Regions from separate parts of the Mus musculus genome. Here region 2 is linked to region 1. A link is a contact called in public HiChIP or PLAC-seq data. All regions are on one chromosome and are shown on one strand. The core of a region is the stretch at or near the end of the contact, and the rest is flanking DNA. Distances in the headings are between cores, read along the strand shown. Region 1 overlaps Nedd9 (neural precursor cell expressed, developmentally down-regulated gene 9). Region 2 overlaps Gm32401 (a long non-coding RNA gene).

Region 1 (7,009 bases), core at 1,047-3,546:
AGCCTTCCCTTTTAATGGGCACAAAAACCCATCATTGTTGGCTTAGCCATTGCCCTGTAAGTAAGTGTCAAGATTCTCTTCCTGGCACACACACACACACACACACACACACACACACACACACCTTACCTGGTATTGTACTGTTCCCTCACTGCATCGTAACTGCTCTGAGAGCTCTATTTAGTCTTTAGTTTACCACTGTATCACACAAGTATCAAAACTACAAAAGATGCTCAATATTCACCGATTAAGGAATGCATTTCTACTCAACTCAAATTGTTCTGGGTTGAGACTCTAACATGTGGTACTCCCTAGTCCTGTGGTGCTCCCTAGTCCTGTGGTGCTCCCTAGCCATGTGGTTTGGGGATGGTCTGAGTATTCCACACCCCCTGCTAATGGCAGGTCTGAGGTGATCGGGAGAGTGCCTACCAAAAGAGGTGATGACAGCTGGCCTTTGCCACAACTGATCTAATGCCAGAGGCAGGCTCTGGGACTATCAAAACTGAGAGATTAAGCAATAAATATTGTCTCTTTATGAAGGTAGCTGTCTCAAGGATTCAGTAATGGTGATAAAAAGCTGATGAATACATCATATGTTTCTTTCTTTTTTTTTTTTAAACTTGGCATTTTCCTAAGTATCTAAACTCTGCTGTGTCTACTTGGACATTACTACAAGAAATGAATCAATTCTAAACCTACTAGTATCTGTGTATTTTGAATAAATCAATCTTTAAGCCCAAAGCTCTAAGAACAAGCTGGTAGATAGGATGTATTTTCAACCTTTTAATTTCCTCTACTTTCCTTTGATTCTTTGCCCAGCCAGATGACTGATTCATGACTTAGCTTTTGGCCCAGGGAGAAGGATCCACAGTAATGACGGGGGCTACACTACTCAAGGAAGAGGTCGATAAGACTACAAACCATTTACACACAGGATCCAGGTCTAGCAGACTCATCACCTGACTGAAGAGACACGATTGTATGCTCAAACTGGATCCAGAATGAAATACCACTTAGACTGGCTGTTAGTCAATGGTATGTAGGCACATGGTCATTCAACGAAGTTGTGTTGCTGGTATGATAACGCATGCCTGTAATCCCAGCACTCGGGAGTCTGAGGTAAAAGGATCTCAAGTTCAAACACAGCCTGGGATATACACAGTGAGACTCTGTCTCATAATAAAAATTGCTGTTGACGGATTAATGGAAATTTGATGTAATAAAGATGTCTGGGGTAAGCCATTTAGTATGTTTGCTTTGGGGCAATTTCTAAGTATTTTTTTGGGGGGTTGCCTCTATTATTCTAACTACAATGAGTGGCATAAAAGAAAGAACAACATTCTAGTTCATCACTTACCTTTTTGCTTAGAAGGGGTCCATTAGTGCCGCCAATGTTCCTCTGAACTGATGGTGGTACTTGATATACATCTTGTTCTGGAGTGCCATGGCCAGTGGGTACTTGGTAAATTCCCTGATTCTGGTAGGAGGGTGGCACTTGGTAGATGGTATCCCGAGATGCTGCCTGGGAATTTGGCACTTGATAGAGTTTCTGTTGGCCAAAGGTCTGATGCATAGGTCCAGGAGTAGGCTGCTCATGACCGGGGGTCTCTTGCACTGGACCAATCAGAAGCTTCACCCGGTTCCCTGGGACAATGCCTTGGCGACCGTGGAGGGAACACAGCCACCATCCCTCAAGCCCTCCTGTGTTCTGCTCTATGACAGTTAAGATGTCTCCCTTGCGGAAGGCCAGCTCCTCAGCACACTCAGGGACGTTGTCATACAAGGCCCTTGCCATAAGATTCTGGGAAGGGAAGAAGAGAGGAACAGGGTTAGAGTGTTAGGTCTGTCTTTTTAGCACTTATACAACCCACACTTTTAGGGACAGGCACAGTTCCTGGAAATAGAGAAGAAATATGAACACTAGCCTGTCAGAAGGAACTTAGAGGGTTCAGACAAAAGATAGCCACAGCCACACTGTGTCTTCCACCAGTGACATCAGATGGACTCCTCCAAAAAGCACAAAACAGAAGAGATTTCCCTCCAGTGCTGGGTGCTTTGCCAAGGAGCTGGGCTGGCATTGCTAACGAGTTAGGAAGGGGTCACTGGGCAAAGCATTTTTCTAACTTTTCAAAGTCAGCTGGACGGGAAGAATGTTCCAAGCTGTTCAGGCGCCACAGTGAGCTGCCCTCAATACTAAAAAAGAAAAAAGAAAAGAAAAAGCTGCTCATACGCCACAATGCTTCTATATATTCTAGACCCCGCCCCCAAATGAGTCAAAGAAAATTCTAAATGACACATACTACAAACAGAAATTTTATTCATCATTGCAATGTAACTAGAAGTACATACACATAATTGTGCCTTGGCAGAGCCTACCATATCTTTTATGATTAAGGAGGCCTTGGATGCAGGAAGAATCTACGTGCGAAAGCATAGGGATAGGCTACAGTAATCAAGCAGGGACACAGTGTGATAGCAGTCTGTCTAGACAGATCCCACCGTGGAGAGGTACTCGGCAGGAATACATTGGTTCATAGGCTGGGTCTCTCTTGCACCTCTCTGAGGGCCCTTCCTTTCCCAGTAGGCCACCACGTAGTCACCTACTTAAATCTCGCCATTCACATCTGAAAGGCTGTGCCTTCCTTTCATGGACTCAGAACACTCTCTGTCTTTGTATGAAGGCCTGTCTGGCACATTTAGTCCTCGGCAGACAGCTAAAGTAGGCATTGAGCAGAGAGTGGGCAGGCAGTCTGCGCTGACATTCCTGGAAGGCTTTCAAAGGCTCTGAAGATTCTCGGCATACTGGCAGCCAGTCCCGCACGCCTGCCCCTTTCCCAGAGTGCAGACAAGTGGGGGGAACATAGGGAACCCAGCGCAAGCATCGGAAAAACTAAATGTGACCCCTCTCATGTGTCACTCGAGCGTCTGGATGCACTTAATGTCACTGTGGCGAGGAGTCATTTGCGGAGCGAAGGACTGCCGCTTGGCCGGAGTATGCTTGGGACTTTATTTCACACCATCGCATATTTGTGGACTTCGGGGCTGCTTTTCTTTGGACTCTTGCCTCCGCTTTCCTCTCCAGAAATGTGGACTTCATCTTCCAATCTCATGCTTTTCATTTCTTTAAGACGGACATGCATTAATCATCTCCTGCCCCTGGACTCTGCCTGAAACCACAGGCCTCGCAGTGTGAGGCGCACTCTTCTGGGGAGGGGCTGTGTATGAGAGGAGGGGTCTGCTTCTGGTCGCGAGGCTGGAGGAAGTCCAGTTCCACTCACTGCTTTGTGTTTTTTGAAGTGATAATACAAAATTTATTTTGTTTTCATTACATTTTAAATTATTTTAAATTTCTTTCATACTATATATTTTGCTCATATTTTTCCAAGTTTTCTTAGATCCTTCTCATATCACACTACCCAATTAACTTTCCTTCCTCATCCCCCCCCTCCTGCAACCCCCCCCCCCCGAAGCAACAACAAAACCATGGTATATGTTTTCATTGTGTCTTGCCTTGGTCAACTACTCCCAAGTCTTCTTTTTCTTTAAGCATACATACTTTAAAGACATACACTTTAAACATATATATGTATACACACACACACACACACACACACACACACACTTGCTATACTGCCCCGGCAGGCTGGACATAAGAAATCCTCCTGCCTCAGCCTCCTAAGTGCTGGGACTACAGGTACATACCTCTGCAGCTAGCCAATCATCTTTTATCATGAATACCTAATTTTAGGAAGAGAGATTAGAGCCACAAATAGCCGTCCCCCAGGGAACTTAGGATAAAGCTGAAATCACTGGTAGATGCGATCTGTTTGAGATTAGCTAGAAGGGAATTCGGAGCTTTTGTGTTAGGTGAAGGTTTTACTTAGCAGTTGTATACTAGGAAACACTGGATTCCTTCTAACGCTGAAAAACTCACAAATACAACGATAAAGTCAGGCCACATGCTTGCTTAGTTTTTAGAGCCATTAAAGAATGTGCCAGGATGCTTAGATCTCTGTTTCTCCCCATCCTTTGAGTGTTCTATCACTGTAAAAAGGGGTCATAGGTTTAAAGAGGACAAGACTCTGGTCCTTTTTGTATCAAATGACCTCAGGGAAGGGACTCCGTAGGATTCCGATTTCAGAGCTTAGATGGAAGAGCTGACTCTGGTCTGGGCCCATTCAAGAACAGGGGATGGTAGCAAAGGAAGTCCCTACACAGAATCAGAAGTGATCAAGTTGGGGGCAACCCTATGGGACCAGAAGACTGATAGCTATGCAATCAAACAGGCTTCAAAGAAAAGAAAGAGAAGCAAGAGAAGACAGCAGACGGGCAAAGGACTGCAGCTCAATCGACCGCAATCAGCTGGAGGCGTTCGCTGTTGGGCCTCTTCCAGGGTCTGGAACACCGTGAGGTACTGAGTGGAGTGTTGCGCCATGCTTGATTAGACACAGATACAAATCCCCGGGTGAGTCTGCTAGATATGTTTTGTCTTCTGTCCCAGTGACCTTCCCACCGCCTGTTTAGCTGCAGGCTCATGCCTGCACAGGAGCCTAAGGGAAGTTCCTAGGATAGCCCCAGAGTCCCCTCAACCATTCAAAAGTGGGCACATCTGGTGAATTCTCCTGCCTCCTTGCCCACAACATCTCTCCGGTCTTCTCACAACAGACAGAGAAAATGGGATTTAGAAAGAACTTGACCCAGCGGTTGGGGAGCAAGGACCTCACACTGCTCCACCCCCACCCCCAGGCCAGGCTGACATCCATTCATACCCCGGTACACATCAGCCTTGACTAAGTGAGATTGAGTTCTTTAATCTCTATGTTATCTAAAGACAGCTGATGTGCATATAGTTAGTCACTCTCCTATACAGCCCCTGTAGAAAGCCTGTGAGCTCGTGAACCTGTAGTTCTGCTTTGAAGATGAGGACCCAGATCTGGTGAGCTCAAGCCATTGTTTCTTCAAGGGCCACATCTGGGTATCAGAGCTGGAAGGAGAACTTGGGTTTACTGGGTTGACTTCCCTCTCTGGGATGCTAGCTTAGCTTTCAGATCAGTGCCTGGGCTGGGCTCCATTCCAGCATATCAGAAGGTTCTGAGGGTAACCTTACCTTCACCCCATTTTATGGAATAAATGCATCCTTTGGGGTTTGCAGTCCCAAGTGTGTTCTTAGGGCTCTCCTTTTGGATATCCTACCTTCCTCATCCCTAGGGTAAGAACAGAGTTGTGGCTCGGTACAACTGTGAGTTTGTCACAAGAATAAAAATACGTGAATCCAAGTAAAGATATACAGACTGCCAGACACTTAGCAAGCCATTGTGGGCTTTTATTTAATTTTTTTGGGTGGTCCTTGACTTCAGACTTCCTACCTATCTCTCCCTTCTTGGTGCTCAATCAAGAAACAATCCCAGGGCTAGAGAACTCACTCAGTAGTTAAGAACCCTTGTTCCTCTTCCAGAAGACCTGGGTTTGATTCCCAGTTCCCACATGGCAGCTCATAGCCATCTGTAACTCCAGTTCCAGGGGATCCAATGCCCTCTTTTGGCTTCTGATGACACTAGGTATGAAGGCAGTGCAAAGATATACGTGCAGACAGAACTTCCATTACACATGGAAAATAAAAGTAAATTTAGAAAGTCTCAGATAAGAGGTGTGGCTTCTGTATGTTTACCTGGTGAGAGGTCAAGGGTCCAGTAAAAAAGATAAAAGACAGAACATAGGGCTCTATCTCCAAAGGACAGTAAGTCATGAGGAGGCCAATCAAGAGTTAATTCCTGCTGCAAAAGTGTGTGTGTGCTGGGGGAGGGGATTGGAAGGTGGTGGGGGTGGTGGGGGATTGGGAGGTGGTCTCTCCTTTATAGGAAAGCTGTGATTCCCTGAGGCCCCAAAGTCAGAAGCTCTTATCTGAACATCTAAGAAAACACAGGGAGAGGCTAGAAGTTGTCTATTCAAGATCTACTCTTTCTCAACCCCCAGCCCCTTGGATATTTATCTCTAGGGGGAGGGAAAGCCAACACAGAAACAAATCAAGGAGAGATAAGTGAGCAAGCTGGGTAACTCTACACCCAGCTGGATGCCAAGCTGCTGCAGATTGGCAGTTACAAAGGCAGAAAGTCGGGTTGGTGCAGGGTGCACAACTTGAAAGCCAGAAGGATCTTCAAGGAGTTAAGAGTCCACCTCTTCCACTTGACAACTAAGAGAAGGGAGGTTCAAAAAGTTAATGATTTGTAAAGTCACCTGGTAAGAAGACTTTAGGACTGGGGTGGGGGTGGGGGTGGGGGTGGGGTGGGGAGAGTTAGGGCCTCCAGTTTCCAGGCTCCTGGGAGGAGGGACAATATTCCGAGGCCACACTTGTGATCCTCATTTTGGCTAAAGGACTATTGAGATAGTGGACCCTAAGAAATTGGTATTTCCCCCAGGAATCTCATGCTGAGGGGAGGGAAGTACACCCCCTGGTGCCAGTCAGAGGAGGAACTTGCCTCCCGGGTAGAGATTTCACAAGGTTACCAAGTTGTCAGACTGTCATGCAGGAGAGACTGGGGACAGACCATGATGGTGCAGTTGATAGAAAGGGCCCCAACAGGGTAGACTCTGTTTACATTTCAGCTCCATGCCAGTGCTCTAGAAGAGGGCCTTGGGGCTCACTGGACCCTTCTGTTGTTCTTTTCTCCAGTGTGGCCATGTTGAATAAATCTCCTCTCTCCACGTTTCACTAACTCTACCTGCCTCCTTTTTCTATTTCCAAACTGTGAGCCCAGTGTCTGAAATAAAACTCACACCCATTCTCTGATAAGTTGAAGGGACTTTTGACCTCCTTATCTCTGGTTCTCTGCAGGAAGAGTGGAAATGTTTTTCTTGAGAATTGAGCAATTACTTAGCTCTTGAATTGGTGGAGGGAAGACAGGTGGCTGACCCTAGCTTGCTCAGGCTGTCGGGGCTCAGGGCTTCTGCCCTAAAAACTCTAGTAATAGTGACTCTAATGGAGATTGGATATCAGGGTTTATAAATCCCA
Region 2 (6,655 bases), core at 3,857-6,356, 170 kb after region 1:
GTTCCCAAAGGCCTGGGGAGTCTACAAGACATAGCCTGGAGAATGGAGCAAGTCAAGTCTTGCCAGAGAGATGAGCAAAGTGGGAGAGGCGAAGGTCATCACTTACTGAGTACCAACTGTATACACAGCTCTGCCTGGCATCTCCTGCAGAGGTGATCTCAAGGACTCTATACTCTATCTAGATTCCCATGGGATTCTCAGAATTCATAGATGGTCACAGAAAGTGAATACACCTTCCCCAGTGAACTATAGTGATACCTGTCATGTGACAGCTTGTAATGCATCCCAGGGAAAGAACTGATCGTCAGGTTATGAATGCCATGAATTTGCTCATTTAGTCACTGAAGCAAATATTTATCATATAGCTAATAATTGCCAAAAGATATGTAAGCATCAGCAGTTAGGGGACCATCAGGACAAAGTCCAATGCAGTAGTTGTCTGAAGAGTTCTATCCATTCAGGTAAGGCCTGATTCTTTATTATGCCACAGGAAAGCATTTCAATAGGCTAAAGAGATGGCTCAAGGCTTGCCACCGTTTCAGAGGACCAGAGTTCAGTCTTTAGCACCTACATTAGGTAGTGCACGACAGCTTGTAACTCCATCCCAGGACATCCAAGACCCTCTCCTGGCCTCCTCAAGCATCTGTACTTGAGTGCGTACAGATGCCCCCTCTCCACTATGTAAAATAAAAAGATAAAGTTTAGGATACGGCAAAGAGGATCAAAGTCAGTGAATTCATCAAGTATTTAGACCGAGAGTCATGTAAAAAGAGGACAGTGAGCAAGTCCTGGATGTGAGCATGGGTTTCTCCACAGAATTGTGCTTGAGTGTCTACAGCAGCTATGTTTACGACCCTGTGGTTTTCTATATTACATTGCTCATGGAATATAATTTACAACAAGGTTGAGAGATTACGCTAAGCTTAACGTTAAGTAAGATTTTAAAATTAAGCAAATACATACCCTATTATCTGATTTACTGATTTTTCTTACCTAAGAATTTTCTTTTGTAAGCCAAATTGCAAGGCAGTTCTATGAGGTGCAGTGTTTAGGTTTAGGGATGAGACAAGTGAGCTGATATGGTAACAGTCAAGGTCACGACTGTCCTGGGCCTAGATGAGGATAGACCATTTGTTGCTTTTAACATCCTGGTCTGTCAGCTGCTTCGGCTCTCAGTTGTGTCTCTGTGTCTCTTAATGCCCCACTGAGAGCAGAGGTGAGCTAGATTCCAGGCCAGAGGCTTCTTTTTCACACACCCCCCCTTGATTTTCCCTCTCTTTCTATCCTACCCCAGCATGACCAGAGGAGATGGGCCTTTTGCATTGTCAACTTGACGTCATTTCTTCAGGGCAAGAACTGCTTCTCTCCCTAAACAGCACAGCTCATAAAACTGCCTTACAATTTGCGAATAAAGGAATAAACCCATAAAAGACCTATGATGAGGGTCCAGAGGGATGGTTCAGTTGGTAAAAATGCTTGCTGCACATGCCCAGTGACATGAACTTGATCCCTGGATCCCAAATAAAGGTGGATAAAGAGAACTGATGTCACAAGAATGTCCTCTGATCACACGGAGGGCATGCCCACCCAGGTGTGCACACCACAGATACATAGCAATACACATACATGTTCTCGCGCGCGCGCGCGCGCGCGCGCACACACACACACACACACACACACACACACGAGAGAGAGAGAGAGAGAGAGAGAGAGAGAGGGAGAGAGAAAGAGAGAGAGAGAGATTGAGAATAAAGTGGGATTACCACTTATTCAGTGCTAGTTGAGCATTTATCAAGTGCCGGGTACTGAGTCAAACTGACCAGATGCAGCCCTTGCTCTTTCTTTTTTTTTCCCTTTTTTTAAATTGGATATTTTATTTATTTACATTTCAAATGTTATCCCCTTGCCTGGTTTCCTCTCCGCAAACCCCCTATCCCATCCCCCTCCCCCTGCTTCTATGAGGGTGCTCCCCCACCCACCTACTCTCTCCTCACCACCTTGGCATTCCCCTATACTGAGGCATCGAGCCTTCACAGGACCAAGGGCTTCTCCTCTCATTGATGCCTGACAAGCCCATCGTCTGCTACATATGCAGCTGGAGCCATGAGTTCCTCCATGTGTACTCTTTGGTTGGTGGTTTAGTCCCTGGGAGCTCCGAGGGGTCTGGTTGGTTGATCTTTATGATCCACTCCATAAAAAGTTAGCATGTCCTGAAGAGCACTGAGACACAGTGAACTCTAGGAGAGTTCACAACATGTGTTTGCCCGAGTCTTGTGAAGACCTGGTTGCTCCAAAAAAGTCTGAAAAGCTGAAGGATTGAAGTATTTGAAAGGTTTCAAGTAAGAGGAAAGAATAGAGTATGGAAAAAAAAAACCACAATCCAAAAACCAACCAACAAACAACACCCAAGATTGGATATGAGGGGTGAAGTCAGAGGGCAGTGCTTATCCAAAGCTTTTCCAAGATTTTTTAAGTAGGAACAAAGTAGAGTGTATTTTAAGTTTTAAAAAATCATTCTATTTTAAGGAGAGAGAATATGAAGAGCGCAGGAGTAGACAATATGAGACAAAAGGACATTACTGCTGACAGAGATAGGATGGCGACCATTTGAATTATGAAGGTGACACTAAAGGCAGAAGTATGGAAGTGGGCAGGTAAACCTGTCCCAAGAATAAAAATGGGGGCTGTAATAATTGGTCAATGGGTGGGGTGAGTGGTAACAGTAGGGAGAACTGAGGAGTTTTGGTTTTTGTTGTTGTTGTTGTTGTTGTTTTGGTTTTTGTTTGTTTTTGACAGAACAATTTCATTGTTATTTTCCGAGATTACAGGATCTAGAATAGAATCATTGTAAAGCCCTATGAACGGTGTTAACTAAGCACGGTAATGGTGTTCAGTGTTATCTTGTCCATAAACTCAGTGCAGTGTGCACTGAGAAACCCAGTCAGTTTTTCCAGGATCTCCCGACATGTCCAACTCTCTTATCACCCCTATTTTACTTTCAAAATGGTTGCATTTTAGTTTCCACATTTGAGAAGACACGTGGTACTTGTGCTGGGTCTGGCTTCTTTCACTTGCCGAAGTGTCTTCTAGTTCTGCCCCATGAACAACAATACTTCATTCTTTGTGGGTGCATACAACTCTTCTCTCTCTGTCTCTGTCTCTGTCTCTGTCTCTGTCTCTGTCTCTGTCTCTGTCTCTGTCTCTCTCTCTCTCTCTCTCTCTCTGTGTGTGTGTGTGTGTGTGTGTGTGTTTTACATTTTCTTCATCTATCTATCTGTTGGTGGCACCTGGCTGATTCTGAATCTTAGGTATTCTGACTAGTGCTGTCCTGAACATGGGCACAAGTGCATTTCTTTGATACATTAATGTCATTTTTTTAATATACACCCAGAAGAAGAATAAATACACATTATGTTGGAACAATGCCCAAGTCACTGGAAGAAAACCATCTTGATTAGAGAATATTCTGCTGTAGATGACTGTCTCCCAATCTCTCTCTCTCTCTCTCTCTCTCTCTCTCTCTCTCTCTCTCTCTCCTTCCCTTCCTCCCCCTCCCTCCCTCTCTCTGTGTATGTACATGCTGTGAATTGAACTTAGGTCCTTGCAAGCACTTTGTCACTGAGTTGTATGCCCAGCTCCATTGTACCCTTTTGACACATGGGTTTCCTATGTGGCTTAGGCTGTCTGGAACTGACTATAGATATTAAATGGTTTAGTATTCACAGCCATCTCTATTAGCCTCTCTGAGAGTGAAAGCACATGTGTGTGTGCCACCACACCAGGTGCGGGTGTGTCTTAAAGAAGTGATGATCAAGGCATAGAGTGTTCAGGAGAGGAAAAGGACAATGGGAACTGGAACTCAGCCAGTGGATGGGCATAAAGATCTTCAGTGACGAGAAGGATCAGAAGCCAGTTGAAGTGAGCAGACAAGGAAACGGGGGTAAGGAAACCTAAATAGAACGATTCTTCTTAGAATTGTACAAATAGATGGAGACAGTAGAAAGACTCTCAGGGACTGCTCATGATTTTCTGCTTTTTGTTCTGGTTTAAGAAGGGGGCTAAAAATGATATCTAAAAATCTATTACAGAACAGAGAATGAATCAGCTTGCTACACAGATGGATAAGGTGTCCCCCAAGATGTTCTTGATGAGTAAGTAAACCTTTCCAGGAGATGGTCACACAGCAAAGGAAGATGTCAGCAGAGAAACAATGGCGTCTTCACTCAATATCACCACTGCCTTATTCCAGAGAAAGAAGCTCCCATGCAAGACCTTGCTATCCCTTCTCTGTATGCAGTGTCTTCGGAGGAGATCTGCCCATTGTGATATAGGATCCTTAGCTAATCTGTTGAGATACTCCCCTAAATGAACAAACAGAGATGCTCCTGTAATGTCGACTTATAATGGATTTTTTTTCATTGATTATGAGATTAGAGTCTCAGCCCAAATTGGCCCATTTAGAAAAACAACAATAAAGAATTTTTGAATTCTTCTGTTTTTGGAGTTCATGGGCATCCAATGTATGCATTTCATATGACTTTTATCATTAAAGTAGTAGACTTGGTAAAGGATTGGTGCCCTAGAAAGACCGCTTTGTATATCTAATATTTCTTGTTGGCTATATGCAGACACTCTGAGCAAGGATGAAAGCCAGGGTGTGGCCAATCTCCTAGTCTCTCCATTTGCCACTTTGCTGCCATCCTCCCAGACACAGGGAAGCATCAGTATTAGGCAGAAGAGAGCCTGGCTGGAGCTGGGGAGGGGGAGGGGAGGGCTGGAAACGGGGGAGGAGGGGATGCAAGGAGAGGAACAGAGGTCAGGTCAGTACTTGAAGGGCAGTGTAAATGAATGAATTAATCTTCATGAATGGTCCCGAGTCTATGAGAATTAAGTAGCTGTATTAGGAGCTTCAGCATGTTAGACCCTCACAGCTATCTTTCATACAGACTTGGTGTGGATTTTCTTTATAAAAGAGTAAAAGATATAAAGACCCCATAAAACTTCCTGGAAGAAAAGAAGCCACACACATTAATTGGATTCTTGGCAGAGGACTGAAAAAATGTCCCAGAACTGATGAAACGAGTTATTTTTAGACAAGTCCGCTCTAAAATATGTTGGCTCCTCTCTGAGTGAGTTCACAGAGCATGCCACAAACTGTCTTGGCCTGGTCCATTTGGGGTGGGGATTAAAAAAAAACCCTCTTCCATTTTTCCTTTTTATTGTGCAGTAAAATAAAATGAGCAGTCTCTGGGTGCCGTCTGGGGAGCATTCCTCCTTGGAAAGCTCTTCTGTCAGCTTCTCTCTACATTCTTGCCTTCGTGTGAGCTCTTTGCTCTGCTCTTACAGCCCGAAGCCATTAATAGATAGCTGTGCTTCCCACCATTCATTTAGCTTGCAGTTGTACCCATTTTTAACCCATAAACTCACCCTAATGATCCATTGGCTTTATTTCCTACTTGACAACTCTCCATGGGTTGGGTCTTTCTTACATCTATGTTTGTTTTTCCAGGGCTTTATATAGCATTAGTAGGAAGAAGAATCATGTGGGTGGGTAGAGATCTGATCACGTGATAAGAGATCTGCCAGAGATTAGCAGGCCTCACCTTCTTAGTTTTGAAATGGCATTAGTGCAGATAGTCCAGATGGTGCCGGTGGGCATTACCTGCCTGCATGGTCTCAGAGCAAACACAGTAACTGCTTCACGGACACTCTTAATCTCAGGGGCAAATGAGGGAAACGGGGCTTTGGGAGGCCTCGCTTCCCATCCCCCGGTGATTATGGTAGCAAACAACTAGTGACTTAAACTGACTTTTTATCAGATAGGAGAAGTCTTCTATATTGCCAAGGGATTACAGTGGTCTCTTTTGAAATCCCTTGTCGTTAAAATTAACAGAAGTTCAAAGGTTCCTTATGTTCTCGAGCTTTTACCGCTGAGACTTAAGTGTATCCTGTAGATATATATTTGCGCACATATATAATGTGCACCAATCTATAGCATATATAAATTGTATTGTGTATTTCCTGGAAAAGCAAGTTTCAGGGTTTTTTTGTTTTTTTTTTTGTTTGTTTTTGTTTTTGTTTTTTCAGGAAAGCATGTGCGTCTCCCCTATACTTTGCTAACAGTATCTCTACGGAACAATACTTTGCTGACAGTATCTGTATGGAACATTGGGAAGCTAATTCAAACAGGAATCCTCAGGGTGCTTCTTCGTGTTTCCAAGGGCCTCTCATTTACCATAAGAGTTAAAATAGCCTTGGTAAATATACAGCTTGCAATTGTTTTATTATGTTTATCTATTGCTGGGCGGGGGAGGTACACGTGGCCACCATGTGCATGTGTGAACTTCTGAAGACAACTTTTAGGAGTTGATTTTTCCCCCCTTCTCCCCCATGGGTTACAGGGATCAAGCCCCGGTCATCAGGCTTGGCAATGTCTCCACTTGCTCAACCATCTTGACATCCCCAAACATCCCTTGTTTCCAAGGTCAGGAAAATCTGGAGGCAGTCTGAATGCATAAACTCTCTTCCTCCCTAAATCATTCATTCTCATAAAGCTGTCAGAGGGCACAATCAATTGAATCTAGCATTGAGCTTTAAGCTTGAATCAGGTAAAAACTCACCCACCTTACTGAAACAAGTTGTATACTGTGATTGT

Evidence for each region. HiChIP or PLAC-seq counts read pairs in DNA pulled down with a chosen protein or histone mark.
Region 2: a contact with region 1 is called in an H3K27ac HiChIP or PLAC-seq map of embryonic fibroblasts, with 17 read pairs. The contact joins two enhancer-like sites. A contact is called at or near these places in 1 of 15 datasets of contacts at CTCF or cohesin (the NIH/3T3 cell line), 6 of 484 Hi-C or Micro-C datasets (the C2C12 cell line, CD8 T cells, the MC3T3-E1 cell line and 3 more), 14 of 115 datasets of contacts at active chromatin or transcription factors (the 230-238 cell line, CD8 T cells, the NIH/3T3 cell line and 11 more) and 1 of 9 other capture datasets (embryonic stem cells).

What each region holds. Positions count from the first base shown.
Region 1 is chr13:41,337,220-41,344,228 of GRCm38.p6, forward strand. Nedd9 (neural precursor cell expressed, developmentally down-regulated gene 9) reads right to left here. Exons shown (of 7, transcript NM_017464.5): 2 at 1,358-1,801. Among named protein-coding and RNA genes, the nearest start is that of Nedd9, 18 kb to the right of the region's middle. Within about 2 kb of position 2,297, at least 127 of the 459 cell types and tissues checked have an H3K27ac peak or open chromatin away from gene starts, as enhancers often do. A contact at or near this core is called in the C2C12 cell line, the NIH/3T3 cell line and embryonic fibroblasts, where this site is marked.
Region 2 is chr13:41,506,090-41,512,744 of GRCm38.p6, forward strand. Gm32401 (a long non-coding RNA gene) reads left to right here. Exons shown (of 8, transcript XR_873291.2): 3 at 4,089-4,151; 4 at 6,088-6,655. Among named protein-coding and RNA genes, the nearest start is that of Gm32401, 23 kb to the left of the region's middle. Within about 2 kb of position 5,107, at least 45 of the 459 cell types and tissues checked have an H3K27ac peak or open chromatin away from gene starts, as enhancers often do. A contact at or near this core is called in the C2C12 cell line, the NIH/3T3 cell line and embryonic fibroblasts, where this site is marked.